Linked DNA regions of Ovis aries: region 1 is linked to region 2. A link is a contact called in public Hi-C data. All regions are on one chromosome and are shown on one strand. Each heading gives the region's core, a stretch centred on a gene start, on an enhancer-like site or on the middle of the called end of the contact. The rest is flanking DNA. Distances are from core to core; before and after follow the strand shown. Region 1 holds the start of IDH1 (isocitrate dehydrogenase (NADP(+)) 1). Region 2 holds the start of FZD5 (frizzled class receptor 5).

Evidence for each region. A called contact is a pair of places that touch in the nucleus more often than the background predicts.
Region 1: a Hi-C map of tail adipose tissue shows a contact between it and region 2, with 3 times the contacts expected there. The contact joins the promoter of IDH1 here to the promoter of FZD5 in region 2. A contact is called at or near these places in 2 of 16 Hi-C or Micro-C datasets (skin fibroblasts and tail adipose tissue).

The regions. Positions count from the first base shown.
Region 1 is chr2:210,327,102-210,333,935 of ARS-UI_Ramb_v3.0, reverse strand. IDH1 (isocitrate dehydrogenase (NADP(+)) 1) reads left to right here and starts at 1,757. Exons shown (of 10, transcript NM_001009276.1): 1 at 1,757-1,847; 2 at 2,804-2,859; 3 at 5,677-5,816. The coding sequence starts at 5,695.
Region 2 is chr2:209,836,463-209,843,048 of ARS-UI_Ramb_v3.0, reverse strand. FZD5 (frizzled class receptor 5) reads left to right here and starts at 3,120. Exons shown (of 3, transcript XM_027965132.3): 1 at 3,120-3,199; 2 at 3,437-3,757; 3 at 4,061-6,586. The coding sequence starts at 4,309. The coding sequence ends at 6,066.

The DNA of each region.
Region 1 (6,834 bases), core at 508-3,007, 490 kb before region 2:
TGCATGATGTATTCTGCATATAAATTAAATAAGCAGGGCGACAATATACAGCCTTGAGATACTCCTTTCCCAATTTGGAACCAGTCTGTTGTTCCATGTCTGGTTCTAACTGTTGCTTCTTGACCTGCATACAGATTTCTCAGGAAGCAGGTAAGGTGGTCTGGTATTCCCATCTCTCTCAGAATTTTCCACAGTTTGTTGTGATCCACATGGTCAAAGGCTTTGGCATAGTCAATAAAGCAGTTTTTGGTTTTTTTTTTAATTCTCTTGCTTCTTCTATGACCCAAGGGATGTTGGCAATTTGATCTCTGGTTCTTCTGCCTTTTCTGAATCCAGTCTGCACATCTTCAGGTTCTCAGTTCCTGTGTTTCGAAGCTTAGCTTGAAGGATTTTGAGCATTAGTTCGCTAGTGTGTAAGATAAGTGCAATTGTGCAGTAGTTTGAACATTCTTTGGCATTGTCTTTCTTTGGGATTGGAATAAAAACTGACCTTTTCCAGTCCTGTGGCCACTGTTGAGTTTTCCAAATTTGGTGGTATATTGAGTGCAGCACTTTCACAGCATCATTTTTAAGGATTTACAACAGCTCAGCTGGAATTCCATCACTTCCACTAGCTTTGTTCTTAGCAATGCTTCCTAAGGCCCACTTGACTTCTCATTCCAGGATGTCCGTATTTCAATAAAATTTAAAATAAATAAATTTGGGGGCACTGAATCCTGGACTAAGCATGGGTTTATCCTACAAATCATAATCTAAAATACTTCTCCCCAGCCCTCCATGTTTTCAAAATTAAGGAATACACTAAAAATAATTTCCTGCAGAGGACAGAATTTATTTTAATCCCCTCTTTTCTAAGGCCTCCTTAGATCTTTACTTGAATGTTACTGGAACTCAGATGATTTCATTAACCTTATTGTCTACCGCAAATAACTACTGCATTTATTTATAGTTCTCCTTATTTAGTCGCCAAGTTGCCACCGACTCTTGGCGACTTCATGGACTCTAGCCCGTCAGGCTTCGCTCTCTGTGGGATTTTCCAGACAAGAATACTAGAGTGTGCTGCCATTTCCTTCTCCACTATTTATAGCATGCAATAGAAATTGAAAGTAATAGATACATTAGCTCTGAAGACCTAGTCATCGGCGGTGGGTGAAATTTACTGTAGCGTCCCTGCTTGTGCAACTGTTCAATCCTTTGCATTCCAGCTGCGCGGAGAAGCCCCCAAAGTGACTTCACGCTTGCCCACACAACTCTGCCCGAGCGCGTTCCAGTCTACCGCACATCCGGAGCGTGCCAGGAACAGGATAGGTCCAAGTCTCCGGTTTGTCTTTATTGGAGACCTAGAAACTCACTCAGCCTGACCCTAAGGTTGTTACAAAGCCCGGGGCGCCTCTTCGTGGCGTGGGATTCAGAATACCAGCGCCGACGCGCCCAACACGCCAGCCTGCAGGTGGCAAGCTTGTTCTTCAGCAGAAGAGGGGCGGCGGCGGAACCCAGCCGCGCAGCTGGCCCCGCCTTTCCCCATCCCAGCGCAAGGAAGGCGGGGCCGCGGATTAGCCCCAAATGGAAGGGCCCGCCCCGCCCCATGGCCCCGCCCATTTCGGGTGGTCGGCCCGAGGCGATTGGCGGGGGCTCGGGGGCGGAGCTCCGGGAGGTGGGCTGAGGGGGCCGGGCCCGGGTCTGGACAAAAGCCGGGAAGAGAAAAAGCCCTGCCTGGGTGGCCAGATTCTGGGTTTCTGCTGAGGCCCCGTGAGAAGCCGGAACAGCTGTGGTCTAGCCGGGATTGCCAGAGTAGACACTGAGTGACTGTGTGCTCCCGAGTCATCGCCAACGTACCTTCCCCGCAGGTAGCCGCAGGCTTCGAGGGGCGGCCCCGGTCTCTGGCCCCTGCGAGAAGGCTGTTAGTGGCTAATGTGGGGAAAAGGACGCTCAGATCTTGAGCATGCTAGGGGAAATTTAGCGGCACGTCCTGGTCGCACGGCAGCGGGAAAAAAATCCAGGTGGTGGGCGTGGGAGAAGGAAATGGGAGGAAGACTGTGCTAGATGCCTGGTTGTGTAGGCGGCCCGCTGTTCGCATTGGAGGGTCAAATTGGGCAGGGGGAGGTGGCATACGGTGACGGATGGAATGCCGGGTCTGCAGCAGAAGAAAAAATCGGGCGGTAGGAGGATGCAGGGACTTGTGGAAGACTTGGGTTTAGGAGGAAGAAGACGTGCGGCCTCGGCTGTTGGAGAACTTGAGCGTGTGCATGGAACTGGGGCCGATGGGACTGATGGTGCGGCGGGCTGGAGGAGTCCTCCTGGGGAGCTTTAAGGGGGCGGCGAGAGGCGGTCGGTAGGCCACCTGGTGGTTGCCGGGGGTGGAGGAAATGTCGCTGTCGGCATTTCAAGTTAAGGTGGAGAGGGGTTAAAGGTCCCTGCGCTCAGGAGGGAAGGGTCGGGCGTGGAAGGAGGAACCCAGCTGGCTTCGGTTGCACAAGGGCCACAAAGACGCATGCAGGCCAAGAGCCGGCTGGTCCCCGAAGGACGCACAAACCTCAAGACTAGCTAACGGACAACGAACCCGGGCCGCGCCCACGGACGCGTCCTCCTCCGTGTGCAAACAGGGGTATTTATTATACTGTATTTGGAAAGTGCATGCTAACCTAAAACTGCCCTTTGCCCCTTAGGGTGCACTTGGCACTGTACTTTAAAACAGATAAACCGGGCTGCCTGGCTTAAAAAAAAAAAAAGCTAAATTCTCCGGAGAAGAGTGCTGGAGTGCCTTGTACCTTATCCCTGTCTCTGTTTTTTTGTTTTGTTTTAGGAGGTAAGCTGAGTCTGCGAGACTGAGAGGAGTTGGGGTGATTAGAAATTGTAAAGGTGAGAATAAGTAATTCCTCCCCATTCTTTCATATGGCAATACTGTGTTTAACTGGTGGAGGTCTTGGAGGTGGTCGGAGGCCCTGTAAGGGAATGACTCAGGAATTTTTCCACCAATAAATTGCAACTGTTTCCTTGTTTCTTTCAGTCTAGAGTCTTCTCTGCAAGACACTTTTTTTTTTTTTTGCACAGAAATTAGTGTTGTTCATGAACTCAGCACCCTCACCCCCCACACACCCCCGGAAGCAGCTTTTCTTAAGCTACTTTGTTGTTAGTTCAGGTTTATTTTCTAGCATTGCACATGTGTGTCAGGAGATTGGAATTCAGCTGCTCCATAAATGAACTAGCTTGTTGGAAAAGGCCTTCCTTCTGAAATCAGGGTTTGGGTGGAGACAAAAGATCTGAGGGACTAGAGTGGAAAGTGAATTCAGTGGTATCTGAAGCCCAACCTCATAGGATTCAAATCTAGAAGAAATAAAATAGTGTCCTACAGTGTAGTAACCCAGGGTCCACAATAAAGCTTCACTTTTTAAATTAAAAGTGAATTTTAAATTTAAAAATGTAATGGGTAAGTATCAGGAAGAAAACCTTTAATGTTTCAGTTATGCATTATGAAATATAGAAAGATTAATCAGAAAGTGTTTGCTTAACCAAAAAATAATATCACTTATTACTGAAATTTCAAGTTTGCTGTATGCCTTTTATTAACTGTATTTGCCATTAAAGAAAAATAGCCAAGTCATAACTCTTGCATAATACTTCATAGGAATATGGCCTTGGAAATGTATCAAAACTGAGATAAGTTTGCTGCCTCTTTTTGTTTTGTTCATAATACAGATGTGACTGTGGGATCAGTGTGATTAAATCATATACTTTAAGCTGTACTTTAAATTATATTTGAAATTACAAATGGGAAGTAGCTGACTCATTCATACCAGTGTGTTCACTTTTTTATTCTAGTTGAGTTCCAGATGGTCCCCCAGTAATGGTCTAGAGAACCTCCTAAATACTAATATAATAAGCAAAATCCCAGAATTGCAAATTGGGAAGTGAAAATGGGCCTAGAGGTTAGGAATATATCTTGGCTTGTCATGAGGAACTGAAGCTCACAGTCAATCATTACATTTAAAAATATAAAGGCCAGACAACTTTAACTCAACTCTTTGAGATGTTTATAGACCTCTTCCTTAATATTTTAAAGTCAATTCTCCTTTCAGTCCTCAACTGTAAATTAATAGAATAAAAGCAATCTGTTGTTATCTTCTAGGGGGGAAAATAGTTTCCATTAAAGCACCGTGAAAGGGAACAGATACCTTTAGCAGGCTCAGTGCCTCTTACTCTCAGGAAACATCCCTTTCTTTAAGCCTAAGCCCAATGGCAACCTGCTTCAGAATTCTTGCCTAGAGAATTCCGTGGACAAAGGAGCCTGGCAGGCTATAGTCTATGCATTCCAAAGCATCAGATGTGACTGAGCAACGAACACTTTCACTTTTTACAAAGGGCTTCCCAGGTGAGACTTATAGTAAAAAAAAACCACCAATACAGGAGACATAAGAAACACGGGTACAATCCCTGAGTCAGGAAGATCCCCCGGAGGCCATGGCTACCCATTCCAATATTCTTGCCTGGAGAATCCCACGGACAGAGGAGCCCAGGTGGGTACAGTCCAAAGGGTCGCAAAGAGTGGGAGGTGACTGAGTGCGTCCATAGGGTGTAGCCCTGCTGTCTCTGGGAATCAGATGGATTAGCATCTGCTACCCCCACATCCCAGGAAGACACCTCTTCCTGGAACAACTCCAATCCCCTCTCCCACCCATTGGCAGTTTGCCTTTGCCCACTAATGGCTGGAAGAATAGTCCAGGAGCTGGGATACCAAGGACAGGCCAGGGATATGTTCTGAGCAGTGAAAGTGAAGTCGCTCAGTTGTGTCCGACTCTTTGTGACCCCATGGACTGTAGCCTACCAGGCTCCTCCCTCCATGGGATTCACCAGGCAAGAGTACTGGAGTGGCTTGCCATTTCCTTCTCCAGGGGATCTTCCCAAACCCAGGATTGAACCCGGGTCTCCTGCATTCCAGGCAGACGCTTTAACCTCTGACCTACCAGGAAGACATACATCTCTATACATACAGATTGCTCTAACTGAGAAATCACTTTGTATTCAGTGTATCACCACCACTATCTTTTACTGTCTCTAGGAAAATAGAGTTCCACCAGGAATTCTTCATCTTTCACTTGTAAAAAGACTTAATTAAATTTTCTTTAAAATGGGTCACTAGAACTTGTTGAATCTTCTTAAGGATAGTTGTTTTAACCAAAACAGCCTCTTAAAAGAGGGGAAATAGTAGTGCCTGTCATTCTGTGCATCTTGAAGGTGTAGCCCAATGAGGCGTTGGATAGAAGTGTTCAAATAAACATGATATTTTGGAAATAATCCCATTTGATAAGACAAACCAACAGTCAAGAATAAAGAATAGTGATTGACATTATTAAGGGCATGTGACAGGCTCCGGCTCCCCCACGCTCTAGCTGGATGGCCTTGGAAAGCTTGCTTTCTTTTAGCAAAGTAGAATGGAAAAACAATTTCCATCGTACAGGGTTGTTGTGACTGTTGACTCAAATCACACAAGAGGCATGTAACACAATGCTTTATACAGAGAATGTATTCAATTCTAATGGTTAATATAATTGTTATTAGCTTTCTGTGCAATCATGCTATTATGAATTGTTCTTTTTAGTAATCACCAAATTGTATTTTGCTTTTACATGGTAATGAAACAAATGATGAGGTATGTGTCTTATCTTTTTTTCCTCTTAGAGGTTTATTGAAGTCAACATGTCTCACAAAATCCAAGGCGGATCTGTGGTAGAGATGCAAGGAGATGAAATGACACGAATCATTTGGGAGTTGATTAAAGAGAAACTCATTTTTCCCTACGTGGACCTGGACCTGCACAGGTAAATGAATCACTTTGCCAAGCAGCAAACTCAGAAAGCATAATCCGTGTGATTTCAGGGTATGAGTCACTTTTTTGCATAGATACCACTATATCTTGTGAATAAAGCTTTGGGCGAGCTTATATGCAAACAAAACATAGAACTGGTGTGCCCCTGTGCAGAGAGCAGCTCTGACAGTATTGTTTGCAGCAAAGTAAAGGTTTATTTTCAGGGCACTGAATAGGGAGTGGAGACAAGTCTTAGATCCACTCCAACTTGATCTTTGAGTTGTCTTTTTTTTATTATATTTTTGGGTACCCTGGGTCTTTGTTGTAGCACACTGGCTTTCTCTAGTTGTGGCGAGCAGGGGTTACTCTCTGGCGAGGATGTAGCAGCCCCTCATTGCAGTGGCTTCTCTTGTTGCAGAGCACAGGGTCTGGGCACAGGGCCTCAGCAGTTGTGGCGTATGGGCTTAGTTGCCCTGCTGCACGTGGAATCTTCTGGACCAGGGATCAAACCTGTGTTCCCTGCATTGGCAGGGGGGTTCCTAACTACTGGACCACCAGGGAAAGCCTGCTGCTGCTGCTAAGTCACTTTAGTCGTGTCTGACCCTGCAACCGCACAGACGGCAGCCCACCAGGCTCCCCCGTCCCTGGGATTCTCCAGGCAAGAACACTGGAGTGGGTTGCCATTTCCTTCTCCAGGAAGGCTTGAGGGTATTTTAAAATTGTGAAATTTCTGTGACTTTTCTTAAATGTTAGTTTCAGGGAAGTCAGGTTGCATCCAGTTTACATTCTCATGGCTCAGGGGCTGATCTTTTCCCTGGAGAAACAACTTGATTCTGTTGTTAACTGATGATACCTAAATCATAATTATAGTCATTCATAGTGTTGTCACAATAGCAATGTTAGTTACCTGAGTCCGGTTGACGTTAAATTAATATAGGATGGAGGTCAGAGGGGACCAAAGGAAAGAGTTTTAGATAGAGAGATTAATTATAAACTCCAAAGGGAACTCAATTTTAGGGGGACTGGGTTTC
Region 2 (6,586 bases), core at 1,871-4,370:
AGAGGATCTGGTGCTGTTAGGTGACTTGTCCAAGGTGGCACAGCTAGAGAGCCACGGTTTGGACTCGTTGCATTCAACAGGGCATGGTCAACCTCAGAGACAGCTCATAATATAAGCTTTATTCAAGGATTCAATACCACTTGCTAAAGTTTACAAAGTTACTCTCAGTTGCCATTCACTCATCCATTTACTTCACAAATAGTTATGGAAGGCATCTATGGGCAGCATACTGTTCCACACTGGATTATCAAGATATTGAAGAGTAACAGAGGCTAATTGTCCAGTCATCCCTATAGTACTAAACTCTCAAGTGTCTTCCCAGAATACACAGTTATAATCAACAAAAGTCTTAACATTAGAAACACAGTAACTATTCCCTGAATACAAAATCCAACACTGATAATTCAAAACTTTTGGAGCGTTACTAGATGGAATGGTTAGCTTACTAGATGGAACGTTTAGCATGACCCCCCCCCCCACAACCCCGTATTTTCATCAATTAATAAGTACACCTGGGACAATAATTTCAGTTGACTCTCATAAATTTCACTTTGGAGTAACATGTTTAATATAGCAGTAGTGTCTTCAACTCAGAAATGTGATGCTTTTGGATGGATGGATAGATGGATGGATGGTTAGATGGAAGACAGATAAGTGAATTAATAGGTGAAAAGGCACGCCAATGTTCTAGTTGCTTAAAAATTGCATCTTTAAAACTAATTTAGTGTTTTCCAGTTTGTTAAACAATAGCTATTACTCAGGAGAAAAAAAATTCCAAGATTTCTGCCCTTTCCATGGACTAAATATGTAATTTCAAGCAAGTCATTATGGTGCCAATTCCATCTGATTGTTGTGATTAAATGAGCTAACTGAAATGAATTATGTAGCACCTAACTCATGTTAAACAGCATATTTTAAACTGCCTTTAAAGCGAGGTAATATAGGTGAAAAAGCAAAAATTCAAATGACATGAAAAGCTATACAATGCAAAGTAACTTTCTTTTGGCAAAGTTTTCCCACTGTTATTACTATTACAATACTATTATTAGAGATCTCCAAGCAAAAATAACATTTCCCTGTTGACTGAGAAGGGAAAAGTTTACAGACTAGGAGATAACATCCTTTGAGTCAGAACCAAGTGAAATAACACATGTATTCTGGCTAAATTCCAGCATGAGTGATTAACATTCTCCAACTTCAAATAATTTTTATTATTAGCCAACACTTGTCCATCCCCAATAATACACACGTTGCATAAAGGCCACAGAATGAGGCAGCCTCTCTTGGCATGTTCACAATCTGTGCATACTTTCCACTGAGGGTTTCCCTTTCTTTTTGATTGCTATTCCATAGCTGAAAACTCCCACTGCTTTCAACCCTGGGATGTTTGCCGACACTGACTGCCAAGTAGTTCCCAAAAACAAACAAACAAACAAACAAAATATAAGCACAGGTACAATCACAGGGAATGAAATAAGTAATATACATTTTAAACATATTTATTAATAGTTTTGATGTTTGTGAAGCGATTGATATTTAACTTTGAGGCTGGAATATAATACACATATTCTTCATTACAAATCTTGTTGATAAGCAGGGAGGAGAGGACTGTTCTGCAATTTAGTTTCCCAGTCTATGTAAGTGGGATCCAGGACACAAGAACGACAATAGCCGCGGTGTGTCTCGGTCCTCTAGTCCAGTCCTGAGTACTTTGAGAACTCAGGCCCTCCTGCCTTTTTTTCCGCCTTCTTCCCAATAGAAGGAAGGGGTTGGGAAAAGGGAAACAATTCAAACCCTCTTTGTAAGCGTGTGAATGAATTTCAAGAATGCTAAACACCTCAGTCTTCCAACCTAATTAGAACACGTAGAAAAGAGGCATTTTTAGGACATTTAAAACTTGCAGCATAATAACCCATCTGGAGAGCGCCACAGTGCGTCCCAGTGGTTGGGGGCGCCCAGCAGGTCTTCCCGTGGGCTCCAGCTGCCTCGTGTGCCCGGATCCCCGGCGGCGATCGGCTGCACAGCGAAGCAGTGGGTAGCCCGGGGGAGCGACGGGGGCGGGCCGGGGGGGAGGGGGTACAGCCCCTGCCCATTACACTGCCCGGAGCCAGTGTTGCTTTTCCCTGCAGGCAGCTTCGGAACTGCCTGGATTTTTAACCCGATAAACTGATAAAAGACTACAGGTTTGGAGTCTTCCAAAGACGGAAAGAAAATCACTTTCTTGTTGCAACAGTAAGATTTTGTTACGAAATGCAAAAGTAAAGGTTAAAGCCTGGGAGATAACCGGTAGAACATGGGGGCGGGGGGAAGGGGAAAGAGGTGGTAAAAATTGTGGATGTCGCGGCCCAGCTATCTCGATTCGAATCTCGGGTTTCCCATTTGAGCGCCTACTCTGCGCCAGGCGCTCGGAATACCATGCTGAACAAGATTACGTTGTGGTTTTCTTGGGGGGCATTAACCAAGTACGGTTGCCTTGGTCAAGTTTCTAAACTCTTCACCTGTAAGGAGTGTCCGATTCATAGAATTATTTTAAAGATCTGAGACATCCTGTATTAAGATGTGGATGACTAACGCGCTGTCCGACACAGTAGGGACTCGGTAAGCATTTGTTCCTCTCTAAATCTGAGCTCACCTGGTGTGAGGGAGGCGCAGAGCGGAGACAGGTGCCACCGTTAAGAGTGATTCTTTGAGCAGTCTTTTAAACAAGCGCTGGACTCTAAGGATACTTAGCTGCAGAGAAGAGATCTGGTAGGTGCCCTGGAAGCAAGGGTTCATAAGCTAGAACATTACGGGAAGTGAGTCCCACATAAGTGGGGATCAGCAGAGAACTCGGGAGGGACTTCTAGCCAGGGTTTCCCGCTCAGGGTCTCAAGAAGGCGTGATTAGCATTCGCCCCGCCCTCCATAGCTTCCCGGCCAGCGATTGGCCCGCGCTCCTTGGCTACCCGCTTCTGGCTGGACCCGAGGGCGCCTGGGGAGAGGCCGAGCCGGCGGGGCAGTGGGCGGGGACGCACGGAGAGTGTGGCGGGGCGGACCACCAACCGAGCCCCAGCGCGAAGGGGCGGGGCTGGGGCGGAGTCTCCCGGCGGGCATTAGAAGCAGGTGACCCAGGCGGGGCGGGAGAGGCCAGTCCGCCCGCGACCGTGACTCTGCTGTGGCCACCGCCGCCGTCGCCGCGTGCAGTTCTATACCCGGCGGAGGTGGGCGAAAGGGTGTTAGAGTGCGGGGGAGGAGCCGAGCCCGGCGCGTCCCGGGAGCGCCGCCACCGCCCCCAGGAGTCCGCTTGGAGCGCGGAGCCCCCTGCAGGGGAGGAGGCGAGCGGCCGGCGGGCGGGACGCGGCGGCGGGCTCGCACCGTGCAGTCCCGGCAGGGCCAGCGCTGGCTGCTCGCGGTGCTGTGAGGCGGCGGGATCCGCCAGTCGCCTTCCTCTCGCCCAGGTGCAGCCAGGCGCACTCGCCCCTCCGTCCGGCTCCCGGACCCTGGTGGAACGCACGGCCTGTCCCCGCCCTACCCCTGCCCGGATCATGCGGGGGGCCCCGGAGGAGGAGAGGGCGAGTGACCAGTCTGCGGCGACCTCGTTCAGGGGGCGACCCCCTCTCTGAGACGCCCCCACCTGCTGCCATGTGCTGCTTCCTCGGATACTCAGCCTCTCGCCAAACTTTCCCGATGCCAGTCCGTCTCTGAGAAACGTGGAGTGTCCCAGAGACGGGGGACCCAGGCTGGCTGCGGGCTATCTGCTTTTCTCGGGATTCTCGGAGGTGAGAGCCCGCGCCTTCCCCTTCTCCCCATTCTTTTCCCTGTCCTTCAGCCCTTTTCCTGGGGGGGCTGAGCGCTGTGACTTCGGGGTGTAGCCTGGCAGGCCCAGGGAAAAGGGAGGCAGGGTGAGGGACGGGGAGTCTGTAGTTGTGTTCCAGGAGGTGGAGGGGAGGGAAAAGATAGAGGTTAATTTAGAGATTTGGAGACCGCTTGAGGGAATTGTACTGTTGACGCCCCTCTAATTGGGAGTGGTTGTCATTTTTCTTCTCCCCCACCTTTTTTTTTTTTTTCTTTTTTTTTTTAAGAGTTCTTTCCCCAGAATCGGAGCCTAATCGTCCCTCTCCAGCCCTGTCCAGCGAAGAGCTGAGCGCTTTTGCGGAGGCAGGGCCCTCCCGAAACAGTTGGTCTTTGGACGGATTTCTTGAAAAAGAAACCAACAGGTTGCCAGCCCCGGCGCCACACAAGTCCTCGGAGAGGGAAGCTCCGATCCCGGTTTCCTCCTGCCTGAGCTGGCCCCGCGCGGGTTGCGGGAGACGCGGGGAGGGAGGGGGCTATGGCTCGGCCTGACCCGTCCGCGCCGCCTTCGCTGCTGCTGCTGCTCCTGGCGCAGCTGGCGGGCCGGGCGGCCGCCGCCTCCAAGGCCCCGGCGTGCCAGGAGATCACAGTGCCCATGTGCCGCGGCATCGGCTACAACCTGACGCACATGCCCAACCAGTTCAACCACGACACGCAGGACGAGGCGGGCCTGGAGGTGCACCAGTTTTGGCCGCTGGTGGAGATCCACTGCTCTCCGGACCTGCGTTTTTTCCTGTGCTCCATGTACACGCCCATCTGCCTGCCGGACTACCACAAGCCGCTGCCGCCCTGCCGCTCGGTGTGCGAACGCGCCAAGGCCGGCTGCTCGCCGCTCATGCGCCAGTACGGCTTTGCCTGGCCGGAACGCATGAGCTGCGACCGCCTCCCGGTGCTGGGCCGCGACGCCGAGGTCCTGTGCATGGATTACAACCGCAGCGAGGCCACCACGGCTCCCCCCAGGCCCTTCCCTGTCAAGCCCACCCTCTCCAGCCTGCCTGGGTCGCCGGCCTCGGGGAGCGACTGCGCCGCCGGGGGCCCGTCGGTGTGCAGGTGCCGCGAGCCCTTCGTGCCCATTCTGAAGGAGTCACATCCGCTTTACAACAAGGTGCGGACGGGCCAGGTACCCAACTGCGCGGTGCCCTGCTACCAGCCGTCCTTCAGCCCCGACGAGCGCACGTTCGCCACCTTCTGGATCGGCCTGTGGTCTGTGCTGTGCTTCATCTCCACCTCCACCACGGTGGCCACCTTCCTCATAGACATGGAACGCTTCCGCTACCCGGAGCGCCCCATCATTTTCCTGTCAGCCTGCTACCTTTGCGTGTCGCTGGGCTTCCTGGTGCGCCTGGTCGTGGGTCATGCCAGCGTCGCCTGCAGCCGCGAGCACAGCCACATCCACTACGAGACTACGGGCCCTGCGCTGTGCACTGTCGTCTTCCTGCTAGTCTACTTCTTCGGCATGGCCAGCTCCATCTGGTGGGTCATCCTATCGCTCACCTGGTTCTTGGCGGCCGGCATGAAGTGGGGCAACGAGGCCATCGCGGGCTATGCGCAGTACTTCCACCTGGCCGCGTGGCTCATCCCCAGCGTCAAGTCCATCACCGCGCTGGCCCTGAGCTCCGTGGACGGGGACCCGGTGGCCGGCATCTGCTACGTGGGGAACCAGAACCTGAACTCGCTGCGTGGCTTCGTGCTGGGGCCGCTGGTGCTCTACCTGCTGGTGGGCACGCTCTTCCTCCTGGCGGGCTTCGTGTCGCTCTTCCGCATCCGCAGCGTCATCAAGCAGGGCGGCACCAAGACGGACAAGCTAGAGAAGCTCATGATCCGCATCGGCATCTTCACGCTGCTCTACACAGTGCCCGCCAGCATCGTGGTGGCCTGCTACCTGTATGAACAGCACTATCGCGAGAGCTGGGAGGCCGCGCTCACGTGCGCGTGCCCGGGCCCGGACTCCGGCCAGCCACGTGCTAAGCCCGAGTACTGGGTGCTCATGCTCAAGTATTTCATGTGCCTCGTGGTGGGCATCACGTCGGGCGTCTGGATTTGGTCCGGCAAGACTGTGGAGTCGTGGCGACGCTTCACCAGCCGCTGCTGCTGCCGTCCGCGGCGGGGCCACAAGAGCGGCGGTGCCACGGCCGCGGGGGACTACGCCGAGGCAAGCGCCGCGCTCACGGGCAGGACCGGGCCCCCCGGCCCCGCCGCCGCCTACCACAAGCAGGTGTCCCTGTCGCACGTGTAGGAGGAGGAGGCCAAGGGACCGGGAGCCGGGGGGGTGTTGAGGGAGCTAGGTGGTTTTTGTTTGGTAGCTTTGCCAAGGTCACTTCCGGTTACCTTCATGGTGCTGACGCCCCCTCCTGGGGCAACTTGGAAAGAGGGGGGAAGGGGCTGTTTCCAGGGGGGCACCTTGTCCCAGGACTTCTCAGAGGGGCTCAGCTGACGTCTGCTCTATCTTCCTGCCTTTTCGAGGGGAACCCTGTTTTTAATTTATATGTCGTTTTCTTAATTTTTAACTTTGTTGCATTTTGGCAACAAAATTTACCTTTTGCTTTGGGGGGCTTTACAATCCTAAGGTTGGCATTATAATGGAGTTCCGCTTGGTTCCGGTTTCTGTGAACTGTGTGGTCTCAATTGGGAAAATGTATTTCCTATACTTGTGTCTTTAAAAATAATGTGAACAGTGAAAGTTTAGGTTGCTGTGACCCGGAAGTTGTCGCGTGGGCTTCTCCAGCTTACTTCTCCTTCCACTGCTTAAAGTGTCC